Regions from separate parts of the Mus musculus genome. Here region 2 is linked to region 1. The links are chromatin contacts, called in public promoter capture Hi-C maps. All regions are on one chromosome and are shown on one strand. The core of a region is the stretch at or near the end of the contact, and the rest is flanking DNA. Distances in the headings are between cores, read along the strand shown.

Region 1 (6,188 bases), core at 1,277-3,776:
TTAACAGCCAAGCAGGCTGGGAAAGGACCAATTAGTGTTCCACCAGTCCCGCTGACCGCTGGCCCCGCAGCACCGCAACTGACTCCTCCTCTCGCATCAGGCTCCGGCAATCAGGAGCGGATCTTAGCCTTCACGGCACACCGACAGTGCCAGCTGCCTGGGAGCTCCGAGGGACCAGCCATCTGGCCTCATGCCAACTGCAGTGATGGATCCGGTCGCTGGCTACTGTCCAGAGCCAGAGCGGACTCCAGGGCGCCTGGGCCTGGAACTTAACAGCGGCTGACTGGTGGCAGAGCAAGAGGGTTGGACGCCACTGGGAGGACTCCTTAGCCTCCCACCTCTTGTGCCTTGGAGCCAGTCATCAATTCATCCTGCAGCAGCTAGAACACTGGGACCATACAACCACAGTCCTAGAATTGCCACTGAGACACCTGGTGTATTCTAGCTTTTTCAGGACCCTCATCATTTCTCTGGGTCTGGGTTAGCAGTGTGCAAATCAGTTCCCTGATGGTGACCATGGCAGAACCAGGCTTTGAAAACCCACAGTACGTTCTTGTTCTTGCTCTTCCTGCAGTAAAGAAGGCAGAAAGGAGCTCAATCAAGGTCTTCAACACTACTAAATGAATGTATAGACTTCCTTCCCTAGGTCCTTTGCCCTGAATATATATACGTATACGTATATATACATTTGTGTGTGTGTGGTGTATATATATATATATATCACATATATATAATAGGGCTAAAGAATGGCCCAGCAGTTAAGAGCACTGACTGCTGTCCCGAAGGTCCTGAGTTCAAATCCCAGCAGCCACATAGTGGCTCACAACCGTCTGTAATGAGATCTGATGCCCTCTTCTGGTGTGTCTGAAGACAGCTACAGTGCACTTACATATAATAAATAAATTAAATCTTTAAAAAATAAAAATTAAATATATTTGTATGTATTTATATACATTATATTATATAACATATGTAAAGTATTAATATATTATCTTAAAATATATATTTTATACATTGTATATTGTATAAATATATATTTGAATATATTCATATGTATTTTAAAGCATATATTAAATTATATATATTGGAATTTGGGATCAGACTTTGCCTCCAGGGGTCTGCAGGTTCCAGGAGTTTTAGCTTAGACCCTAACCTAGTAAAAAGCCCTGAGATGCAAGGAAGCACCAGGTAAAGAGGAGCTGGGAAAAGGAGCAGTGGCGGCTGGTATGGAGCGCCAAACACATCAGGGTCCTTCTAACATGACCTTTGCAACTGCTGTTGGACACACTGGAGCCCTATAATGATGGAGCCAATGCCTAGGACATACAATGGTAGGAGCTGAAAGTCCTCAAAGAAAGAGTGGGAAAGGATTCAGGAGGAAAGGTGGGTTAGCTGGAGAGAATGCTGGGCAGCACTTCTCTTTCCCTATAGGTTCTACAAGGGCCTGGGCAGGAGGGGCTGAGGCCTGGCCGCAGTGGTCTTTTCTATGCCCACACTCCTCTCAGATTGGCCTCAGTCAGGGAAGGAGTGAGTGCCTGCCTTGCTCTTTCCGCAAGTGATCTCTCTCAAGCCGGGCGGGTCCGGACTGTTGGGGAAGAGAGGATCACTTAAAGAGTTGGGGCACCTCTTTCTGTGTGCCAGTGCCATTAACTGTGTCAAAAGGAATCCATGCCTCTGGGAAACTGACTGGCAATGGAGATGGATTAATGAAGACACATGGTGGCAATGAGACTGCCTAGGGTACTTCATAGAGCAAGAGCAAATTAAAGGGTGGGAAATGAGGGAAAAAAACAGAGGCAGATAAAAGGACAACGGAATGACTGGCCAAGAAAGTCATTGAGTTTCCTTTCATCAAAGGAAAGAGACTGAGGTTGGTAAACACACAGGCACATAGGTAGACTGATAGAGAATAAGAACAACCCAACCTGGCAGAGAATAGTGCCTAGGCGCTAAGAAGGTAGCAGCAGGTGAGCAGACTCTTAGCCTGGATGGCCACTAACAGAGTCTGGGTGTAGAGGATGCTAGAATGCGTAGGCTGGACGGTTATGGGACCACAGAGGAAAACACCAAACTTGGGTGGGGCCGGGGAGTCTAGAAGGGCTTTCAGAAGGAGCATTTAAAAGGACTAGTAAGAAAAGGTAGAAAGACCAGACACGAGAGAAGAGGGGAGCTCTGTCGATCAGAGGGGGGCAGCAGGATCAGAGGTCTTGAGTCAGGCTTGTTCATTTCCAGCAGTGTGGCTCAGCTGGCATACCAGGTCCGTAAGTTTGCAGGAAGCATAGACCCTGCTCTGAAGCACTGGGGACCGACCATAACAGGAACACGTCCTAGGCATAGTTACTTTCCAGAAAGATCTTGGAGGTTGCATAAGTATGTAGAAGAACTGGAATAGGAGAGAGCTGACCCAAGGAGGTTGTGGTACAGAATTGGACAGTGAGTTTATTCTTTATAGACTGGAACTGGCAAAGGGACTCTGTCTGGCCAGCCCAGCCTGGCAAACATGGCTCTGGCAGACCTTGCCCTTCTCCCTTATTCCCTCTGCCTTGCTAAACACTGTTAGATTACATTCCTAAAGCCAGCCCCCAAGGTCTGTTCCCTTATTTAGCTACTTCTTTCTTTTGAGGCCAACTACCAAGGTCCAGCTATCAAAGCATTGAAATCCAGCAATCAAAAGTCCCTTTTGGCTCACCTAATTAACATGGCCAATTAAAATTAAACACCTCATTCTAACACAGGGTTTCCTCTTTTACCTTTGTAATCCACCACTTTCCTGTGTGCCAAGTCTGTCTCCTCTCTATTCAGAGGCAGTTCTTTGTCAAATAGCCCTGCCCCCTCTCTCTTGTTCTCTTCCCCTTCTCCCTCTTCCTGTATCTCCTGTCTTTGTCTCTTATTCTCTGCCCTCTGTTCCTCTGGAGCAAATAAGTCTCCTTTGTGCTGAGAACATAGTCTTTGGGGTCTTGAGCCAAAACTGATCTCTTACAGCTAGCACGTTCACAAAGTAGATGACTAGAACTTGGGAACGTTCGAGGGAAACAGAAGTTGAAGAAGGTTTCCAGATACACTATTTTCCTAAAGAGTTATGGGTAAGGGCAAAAGGGGTCAGCTCTGACCAACCTCAGCCCTCCATACAAGCAGAGTAACCCTGAGCCACTGTGGCCAGAGTTTTCTTAGACAGTCTAGCCTAGAAACTCTTATGATCTTCCCCTGGATTGGAGACCTCATCCAATATTCACTAGGCCCATAAAAAGCCCCAAGAGGGAGTTCAGGCAGAGCCACGTGCTATCCCAGGGAAAGCTAACCAAGACTGGACTGGACTCTCTTACCACCAGCTTTGTGGTCAAGGGGGCTTGAACTTGGGATTTGTTTGGAGAGCCATTGGGAGGGAGATATGGGGGGGTCTATTTGAGCCCTGAAAAAGAAACCCCTAAGGCTAAGTCTAGATGACTATGTAGAGCAGGATTCCCCATGGCTCCTAAGCATAATCTGGGAACACTGTGTTCTTGTCTGGACGTGACCTTGGTTCCATCTTCAGGTAGGTCTCTTGCATCCCATAGCCTGCCTCTCCTCATCTGTACACTAGAAACAGCCCCAGTGGTGAAACAAGACTATGCCCTAAGGGGCTGGCGAGACGGCTCAGTGGGTAAGATCACTTCTGAAGGTCCTGAGTTCAAATCCCAGCAACCATATGGTGTCTCACAACTACCCATAATGAGATCTGAAGCTGTCTGCAGGGTTTACTGGAACAAGCAGAGGTCCTAAAATTTCAATTCCCAACAACCACTTGAAGGCTCCCAAGCATCTGTACAACTACAGTGTACTCATATACATAAAATAAGTAAATAAATCTTGAAGAAAAAAAAAAAGACTCTGGCCTAAGCTCCTTCCAGCTACAAAGCCTTATCACTTGCAGCTCTTTGGATCCTAAGACCATTACAGATCTTGTTCTTTTTGATGGGGAGGCTGAAGGTGGGAAAGAAGGGCTTTCAGGAAATTAACACTAGTGGCAGGAAAATCTATCAACATGGCAGAGGTGCCTATGGTTGATTCATGGCGCCTGCCCAAGGAGCAGCTCTGCCAGCCTGGGGGAAAAGGCTAGTGCTGCCTCCATAGCCTCCCAAAGACATCAATCAGGCCCAGGACTCCAAAACTCAGTTGCTGGATCTTTCAAAACCACGAATTTGCCCCTCCCGAGTCATAGCAAACCACGGTGCTCAGAAAGGGGCAGGGTGGGGATCCTGGGTTTTAACATAGCTGTTGCCTCTACTCTGATTCTTAAAAATTGTGTGTGTGTGTGTGTGTGTGTGTGTGTGTGTGTGTGTGTGTACAAGCAGACGCATGAGAATCTGAGTAGGATAGAAGAGGAGGATGTTGGGATCCTAGAGTCACAGGTGATCATGAGTTGCGTGATGTGAATTCTGGGAACCAAACTTAGATCCTCCAATAGAGCAAGATGCACTCTTAGCGAATGAGGCAGATTTCCAGCCGCAGCCTGTGATCTTCTCCAATCCTCTCAGTCAGGAAAAACCCTGACCCGCTTGTGTTTTATGTGACCAATACATCACAAGCACATCAGGAGGAGTGATGATGCAGCTGTACCACAACCAAACGTGTAGTGAGTGGGTCTAATGTGAGAAGCCAGGAGGCTGTCTCCATGGAGAATCGGTGGTTCTGATTCCTCCTCACCAACCTCAAGTATGGGTGACAGAGGTGCTACTCCAGTACACGCCTCCAGGAGGCGCTGTTCTCATTGTGTTCATCCCGCGGCCTTGCATGTATGGTGGCCCTCATCTCTTGTTCAGCAGGACTTCCAACATAAACGCATATCAATTACAGCCTGCAGAGAAAGTTCTGATTAGACAATCATTGGTAACCACCTCGCCCGGAGCACCCACACTGGTTCATCTCTGGTCAGCTAGGTCACTTAACTCGGGAGGACCTTTTGAAGGGGACAGTGAAAGCAGCAGGGGCCTCGAGCAGCACCTTCCAGAACCTCGGTCTGGTTTGAGCACTTGCGCTGTTCTTAGCTTGCCTACACAGGAGGGAGGTCACTGACTCATCCCTGTGTTACAGGCAAACACGAACTCCCCAGGTTTGCTCTGCTTGTCCCTGCTGATGTCACTTTATAAGATTTTCGCTAGACCTTCTGTTACTTTTCAGAGTCAGAGGGAACTTCTAAAAGTTCCCAGGGCTCCAGAGATGGCTCAGGAAGGAACACGTGTTGCTCTTGCAGAGGGCCAGGTTCAGTTCTCAGTCCTCCAGTTCCTGAGAACCTCTTCTGGCCCCCACAGGTACTGCACAGACATGCAGGCAGGCAAAATACCCATACATGTAAAATTATGTAAACCACACTGGACTCAAACTCACAGAGATCCTCCTGCCTCCTCTGCCTCCTCTGCCTCCCAAGTGCTGGGATGAAAGGCATGCACCACATACCCTGCTATCACCACCACCACCCCTTTCTTAAAGGTTTTATTGGTTCTTTTGTGAATTTCACATCATGAACCCCAATCCCACTCATCTCCCCCTCTCCTTGTACCCACCCTCTATCCTTGCAACCTCCACCCCCCCCAGGAAAAAATCTTGTTGTAGAAACTGTAGTGTGTCCCACCGTGTCCCACAGTGCACCCTTTCTCCATACTTCTTTGTTTGCAAATGTTCGTTGCAATGACTCGTTGGTGTGGTACCAGGCCTCTGGTTTCTGCTACTCTATCAATACTGGTCCTCACTGGAACTCTTCTCAGATATCCTGTTGTTGCCGTGTGTCATGGAAATCCTATAGTTTTGGATCTGTAGGACCAGGCCCCTTTATGAACACCAGCAGTTCATCCACGGGGTAGATGTTGGGATGGATCAACTCTGGGCCTGAGAGGTGTCTGAGCTGGTCAGCTCTTGGGCTCCCCTGCTCTACCCTGCTGCCCAGGCACTGTGCAGGCCCTGCTCTCCCAAGTGCTGTAACAGGTGAGGGGTACGGACACTCATTCACTCAGGGCCAGCTCTCTTGCCTGCTCTAAGGGCAAGTGGAGGCATCTCTCTCTCACCCATGTCATCACAGGGCAGACAAGTGGTGGGGCCAGCTCTCCCACATTTGTATCCTTGAATCTGGCTTACCTGCAACTCCAGCAGTTTGTGGGGCCTACTTTCCCAAGTACTGCGGCTCATAGAAGCAGGGTCAGCTCTCTTGTTCTCAT
Region 2 (6,188 bases), core at 1,473-3,972, 190 kb after region 1:
AGCTTCTAGTATTCTCAAGCCTGCCTTCTACTCTGACTCTGGGCACCCTCCTCTGTCACCATGACTGCAGTCCAGCTGTGGCATGGATCCTGACCCAGAAGGGAAGGACAGGAAAGGGAGAGAGGAGGACACACCAGATCTCCAACCCACCCAGTCCATAGCCCAGCACAGGTCCGAAAGAAGCTAAGGCCCACTAGGCTGTGTGTGAAAAGAAGGGGACAAGACGGCAGGAGACGACACACACTTACCCAAGATAGCATTGACCCTCACGGAGAGCTGGGTCCGCAGGATTAACGTGGGCTTCCGCCCTTTGCTAAAAGCAAGTAGCCATGTTAGTGGCTCCCGGCAGATTCTGCTGAGTCCCCAGCCTCAAAGCAGAGATATCTAAAGACACCTACATGTGAACCCTGGCCCGCTCCTTCCCTCCCAACTACTAATCTGGGGGTCCAAGGGTTAGCCGAACAGGAGAGTTTTTATAAACACAGGTACTGAGGTATGAGAGTACCCCCATTTCCACATAATTGTGGGTACCAGCCCCCGGCATTGTTCTCTGCACTGGCCTACAGCCCAGGCTGTACACAGAGTATCTCAGCTGCTGATACCTGAGCTGGGCCCCAGTGGGGCCCGGGGTTGAAGGCTCTGGCCAGACCTCCTCAAATGGGAAGGGTTCCCTGGCCTCCCTCACCCTTTCAACTCTGACCTGATCTCTTCATAGAAACCCTCCAGCATCTCCCGCTGTTCTTCTAGGGACAGCTCCGGGTCCAGGTAGTATCCGGAGGGAGACACTTGCAATGCACAGTCCTCCAGCTGGAAACAAAGGGACAGAACTATCAGGGCTGGTGCTGCAGCTCAGATTTTTGCCGTCTGTTTTGTTTCTGTGCTACTAGGAATCAAGCCCACATGTTAAACCATCAAGCTACAGCCCTGGAGGGTATTTTGGGGGTTGGGGTTGGTTGGTTTTTGCTTTTTATTTTTGCATTAACAAACCACAAATAAGGAAGGGCCATGGAGGAGGAGAGAGGGAAGTGGCTGCCTTCAAGGAAGTTCACAGCCTGGAGGGGTGATAAGCTTCAGCCGCAAAAGTATTCAAGCTCAGAGAGAAAGTGTTAACGGTTTATGGAGGTGCAGAGCCAGCTGGGAATTCCTGTCAGGAGCCAATCCAGACTCCCTACTCCCTCCAGGTCGCAGCAGCTTCTTGTCCCCTTTTTGTCCTTTCCCCAAGTAAGCTACAGTTACAACCATTCTAGGTAAACTTCAGGTAAGCTAATTTTTGAGTCTGATGCCATCAGACCCTACATGAGAAGACACCAGCCCCATCCCTGGTTTGTTTCTCCTGTTTACCCCTGTAATCCTGGCTCAATATTGGGTCTTTAAAAAAAAATGACTGTAAGTGCTAGTGAGATGGCTCAGTGATTAAGAGCACTGGCTGTTCTATCAGAGGATCTGGGTTCAGGTCCCAGCACTCACATGACAGCTTACAGTAATCTGTCACTTCAGCTCCAGGCCTCCACAGGCACTAGGCCCACAGGTAGTACACAGTCAGACAGGAAAGCCAAGACTCCTACTCATTCAAAATAAAATAAAAATCCTGACAGGAATTTTTTTATTTTTGTTTCCTTGTCTATCAAGAGAAGGTTTCTCTCTGTATCCTCGGTTGTCATGAAACTTGCTCTGTGGAGCAGGCTGACCTTGAACTCACAGAGGTCTGCCTGCTTCTGCCTCCTAGCAAAAAAAATCAATCTTAAAAAAAAGAGAGAGAGAATGTTTATAGAAGGTTGAATGAGGTAACTTCCAGATCCTCCAGGGGTAACCTTGTGCCTCTCTCCCTGACACTTCCCCCGTTAGCACAGTGCTGATATGCAGAGCTAATCAAAATCTGTGTGCCCGCCCACAATCCTGAGTAACTGTTATTGAGGTGCTGTGTCACAGGGTGAGAATGCCTCTGGGAAGAAAGGGGGACCTTCTGGTAGCTGTCTTACTAGGCAAGTCACCTCTATCATTTTTCCTATGACTTGCTCAACTCTGCCCAGCTTTGAACCTCACCCAAGGGCTTTCGGCTCTTCTTGGTCCCTGGGTGGAGGGGCTGGGGGCCAGTGCAGCTTCTATCCCTTCTTCTGCCTCTGGTTAGCTCAGAGCCTGAACTTTCTCCTTCCTGACAGTTTAGCCTGTGGGGCCCTTAGGTGACCCACCCACCCCCACCCCACCCCACCCCACCCCACCCCCTTGCCTGGGACATGGGACACAGGACAAACACTCCAGCCTGTTTGTCCCACTTCCTGCCTGGCTGCCTGCCCTTCCTTGGGCGCCTTGGGCAGGCTTGGCCTCTCTTTCCTTCCAGGGGAGCAGAGTCATCTCCTGGGTCTACTGGGGAACAGGTCTGAGAGGAGGCAGCAAGGTACACGGGTTAGGTAATCTTGTCAGTGCGAGCTCAACTGACAGCAGCCAACATTCCTCCCAATCTCTCTTCCTACACAGACTCATCAGCCTGCTCCCGAACCCACCCCATTGAAGCCCAGCTACAAGGCCCCCGGTACTGGTTAAACTACAGAACCTGGGGACTTTAAATATACCTCTCCCAAGGATTGCCTCCAAATCACACACAGACTAGCTCATTCAACAGAACAACCATGAACCAGAAACTGGTTTTAGGTCTGCAGGACACAGCAGGAAACATCTCTGCTGACTTTTCCTTCCAGCCCAGCCAGGGAGACAAGTCATCCTTGACTCAGAAGAGACTCACTAATTAATAAAGGTGGACTCACAACTTCCATGAGTTCTAAGAGGAGGTATCAAACTGCTTTAAGTGCCTGACAACTTGGAATACCCAGATGTGTGGCTAGGAATGGCTGAGCACAGGCCAAAGTAGCACATCTGGAGATGTTAGGCCCACCATTCCGTTCTTCCTTCCTCCATGGGACATGCATCGCCACCCTAAGTAAACTGGGAATGGTCCTCTCCCTCCGTGATGAGATCCGGGCCAAGGGTCCAGCCCTGAAGGCTAAGGGGCCACCACTCCAGCATCCTCGGCTAAACAGGTTTAAGCTTTTGTCCTGGATGCAGATGCAAGCTCTCCAAACATTTCACCCATCCATCCCACCAAGGGTCCATCATAGGGAAAGATCTAGAGAGAGCATGCAGCCTGGTACCATCACGTCAGTTTCTGCTCTCAGCTATTTGTCCTGAGTGGAAATAGGAGGTCGGGCGCCAGGCCCAGGCCCAGAGCAAGGACAGACTTCCTGCCAGCAAGATGGGGCTTATCCTTCACACCCTCTGGCCCCTTCCTGGGATCGACATTCTGAGAGGCAAACCTCTGGGACTCTTTTCTCACACCCTGGGGGTCGGCCGGGCTTGAGCAAGACCTAGTTTCCAATGACATTGCTCTAGGCCGGCACAATAATGGGCCTCTATCTCAAACCCCGGCTCTTGTCTTCCTCACAGCTGGCCTCCATCTTCGGGTACTCCCTCCCTCATTTTTCCCAGGCTTCCTTCACTTTGGCCACCAGCCATGAATCTCCTTAGTCCCCCAGCTTGGGCTTTCCTGGCAGCCAAAACCCATGTGGACCGGGGTCCTTTGCAGGAGTAGTAAAGGCAACGGCTCAAGCCTGTTTTTTTGTTTTTTTGGGTTTTTGGTTGGTTGGTTTGGTGTTTTGAGACAGGGCACACTATGTAGCACTCACTGTTCTGAAACTCATGTCATCGACTAGGCTAGCCTTGAATTCAGAGATCCTTCTGTCTCTGTGCTGGGATTAAAAGCATGCAGCACTATTCCTGGCTTCTCTGTTTTTAATAAATAAATAAATAAATAAATAAATAAATAAATAAATAAATTTTTTTACAGGGGTGGGAACCAAACAGCCTTTTTCATGTTGACAAGTACTTGATCACTGGGCAAAATCCTTACTTTATTATCTACTTCTTACTTAAAAAAAAAAAAATTAAAACACCAATATGAACTAACCAGTACCCCCAGAGCTCCCTGGGACTAAAGCACCAATTAAAGAAAACACACGGAGGCTCTCGTGTCTCTAGCTGCATATGTAGCAGAGGAGGGCCTAGTCGGTCATCAATGGGAGGAGAGGTCCTCAGTCCTGTGAAGGTTCTATGCCCCAGTATAGGGGAACGCCTGGGCCAGGAAGTGGAAGTGGGTGGGTTGGGGAACAGGGGTAGGGGGAGAGGATAGGGGATTTTTTGGAGGGGAAACTGGGAAAGGGCATAACATTTGAAATGTAAATAAAGAAAATATCTAATAAAAAATGGCTTACTGTCAGGAGTGGTGGTGCACGCCTTTAATCCCTTCACTTGGGAAGCAAAGGCAGCAGGCCAGTCTCTGAGTTCGAAGCCAGCCTGGTCTACAGAGCAAGTTCCAGGACAGCCAGAGCTATACACAGAGAAACTCTGTCTCAAAAACAAAACACATTTCTAAAAAACAAACAAACAAACAAATTTATTTTCTTACTCCTGTGTGTATGAGTATCTGTGTGCACGCCAAGCTGCTCATGGAGGACAGAGGAGAAGACCTCTCCCTTACTCAGTACTCCGTACAGGCGTGGCATCCTTGCCCAGGGCCATAACACTAGCCCCCTTCTGTGTTTGCTAACAATGTAATCACTAAGAAAGAATAGACAGGGCAGGGAACAAGGGGGATAGAGAGGAGGGTAGAATTCGTGCTCAAGGACTCTTGTAATTGGACCACAGACTACAGGACCCTTTGCTCTGAATAGCAAGCTTCCCTGTTATCTGAGTCTCTAGCTACCCCGTGATCACCTAGATAAGCAGACAAGGATGTACCTAAGGCAAAGAAACCTGCCTTTGTTATCCGCCTCTGCAGTTCTAGATAACAGACTGCCTTTTAAAAGATAAAAAAAATAAAGGTAAAAAGGTACCTATAGTCCAGATTAGTCTAGAGCTATATAGATGAGGCCGAGTCCTGATCTTCCTGCCTCCACCTCCCAAGTGTTGGTTTGGTGTTATAGGCCATATACACACACATACATAAACATACACATATACATAAACATACATACATATACACACATGCACGTACCGCCTATACATATACACAGACATACAGCCTATATATGTATACACACACACACAGAGACATACTGTGTGTATATATACACACACACACAGACATACAGCCTATACACACACACATATACACACATACACACAGACATACAGCCTATACATACATCCATACACACACTCTATAACACGCATAGTATATAATATATACCACCATGCCTGGCTTACAATGTCCAGTTTTCCTTTTCTGCTTTCACCTCTCCTGTTCCCTTTCCTCCCCTCTTCCTTTCTGGATCGAGGAGTCTCTTACTGCAATCCATACTGGCTTTAAATGCGGGGCAAGCTTCCTGACTTAGCTATCCAAATGCTGGGGTAGTAGGTGCAAGCCACCACGCCTCACTCTAGGCTGCCTATAGGTTTGTGAGTTTGACAAGTGAGCAGCTCAGAAATACAGTGAATCAGTCAGGTCTGGTGGTGCACACCTAAACTTGCAGCACCCAGAGGAGGAGCGTCACAAGCCTGATGTATGACACGCATATTGAATTCCATGCCAGCCAGGGATATATGATGAGACCCAATCTCAAAAGAACAAAATAGCACTGGGGGCAGAGGGAGTGGAGCAGGTGGGTCCCTGTGAGTTCCAGGCCACCTAGGCCTCCACAGGTAGATCCTGTCTCAAAAATAAAAACCAAACAAAAGTTAGTTAACTGCTGCAGGCAAACACAGCCCCAAATGAAACCAGGGTTAGCTGGCCCGTATTTTAGGTGCGTGGGTCTTGGATGTGTTCCAGAAAACCCTGACAGAGAAGTGGACAGAGGGCCAGGACCTGCAATATCGTTACTAAACTGCTTGGATTCTGCAAATACCCCAAACTGGTCTTCCCAGTTCTAGTGAGAGAACACAAAGTGCAGTTACACACACACTCTCTCTCTCTCTCTCTCTTTCTCTCTCTCTCTCTCTCACACACACACACACACACACACACACACACACACGCGCACACACACACACACTCTCTCTCTCTCTCTCTCTCACACACACACACACACACACACACACACACACACACACACACAAACCTATCTACTATTACATGTCTACCACTTCCAGGACCTAAGCTGTGGGCTCTCTCACCTGGCTATGGCCCAACACCTTTAGTT

Evidence for each region. Capture Hi-C pulls out chosen DNA fragments and counts their contacts.
Region 2: a promoter capture Hi-C map of liver shows a contact between it and region 1. The contact joins two enhancer-like sites. A contact is called at or near these places in 1 of 39 promoter capture datasets (neural stem cells), 4 of 484 Hi-C or Micro-C datasets (CD4 T cells, CD8 T cells, neutrophils and 1 more), 5 of 115 datasets of contacts at active chromatin or transcription factors (the 230-238 cell line, bone marrow-derived macrophages and embryonic stem cells) and 3 of 9 other capture datasets (adipose tissue, embryonic stem cells and liver).

The regions. Positions count from the first base shown.
Region 1 is chr8:105,153,020-105,159,207 of GRCm38.p6, forward strand. No RefSeq gene overlaps it. Among named protein-coding and RNA genes, the nearest start is that of Cbfb, 15 kb to the right of the region's middle. Within about 2 kb of position 2,527, at least 9 of the 459 cell types and tissues checked have an H3K27ac peak or open chromatin away from gene starts, as enhancers often do. A contact at or near this core is called in liver and neural stem cells, where this site is marked.
Region 2 is chr8:105,338,154-105,344,341 of GRCm38.p6, forward strand. Fhod1 (formin homology 2 domain containing 1) reads right to left here. Exons shown (of 22, transcript NM_177699.4): 2 at 701-807; 3 at 249-313. Among named protein-coding and RNA genes, the nearest start is that of Gm46049, 4.5 kb to the right of the region's middle. Within about 2 kb of position 2,723, at least 95 of the 459 cell types and tissues checked have an H3K27ac peak or open chromatin away from gene starts, as enhancers often do. A contact at or near this core is called in liver and neural stem cells, where this site is marked.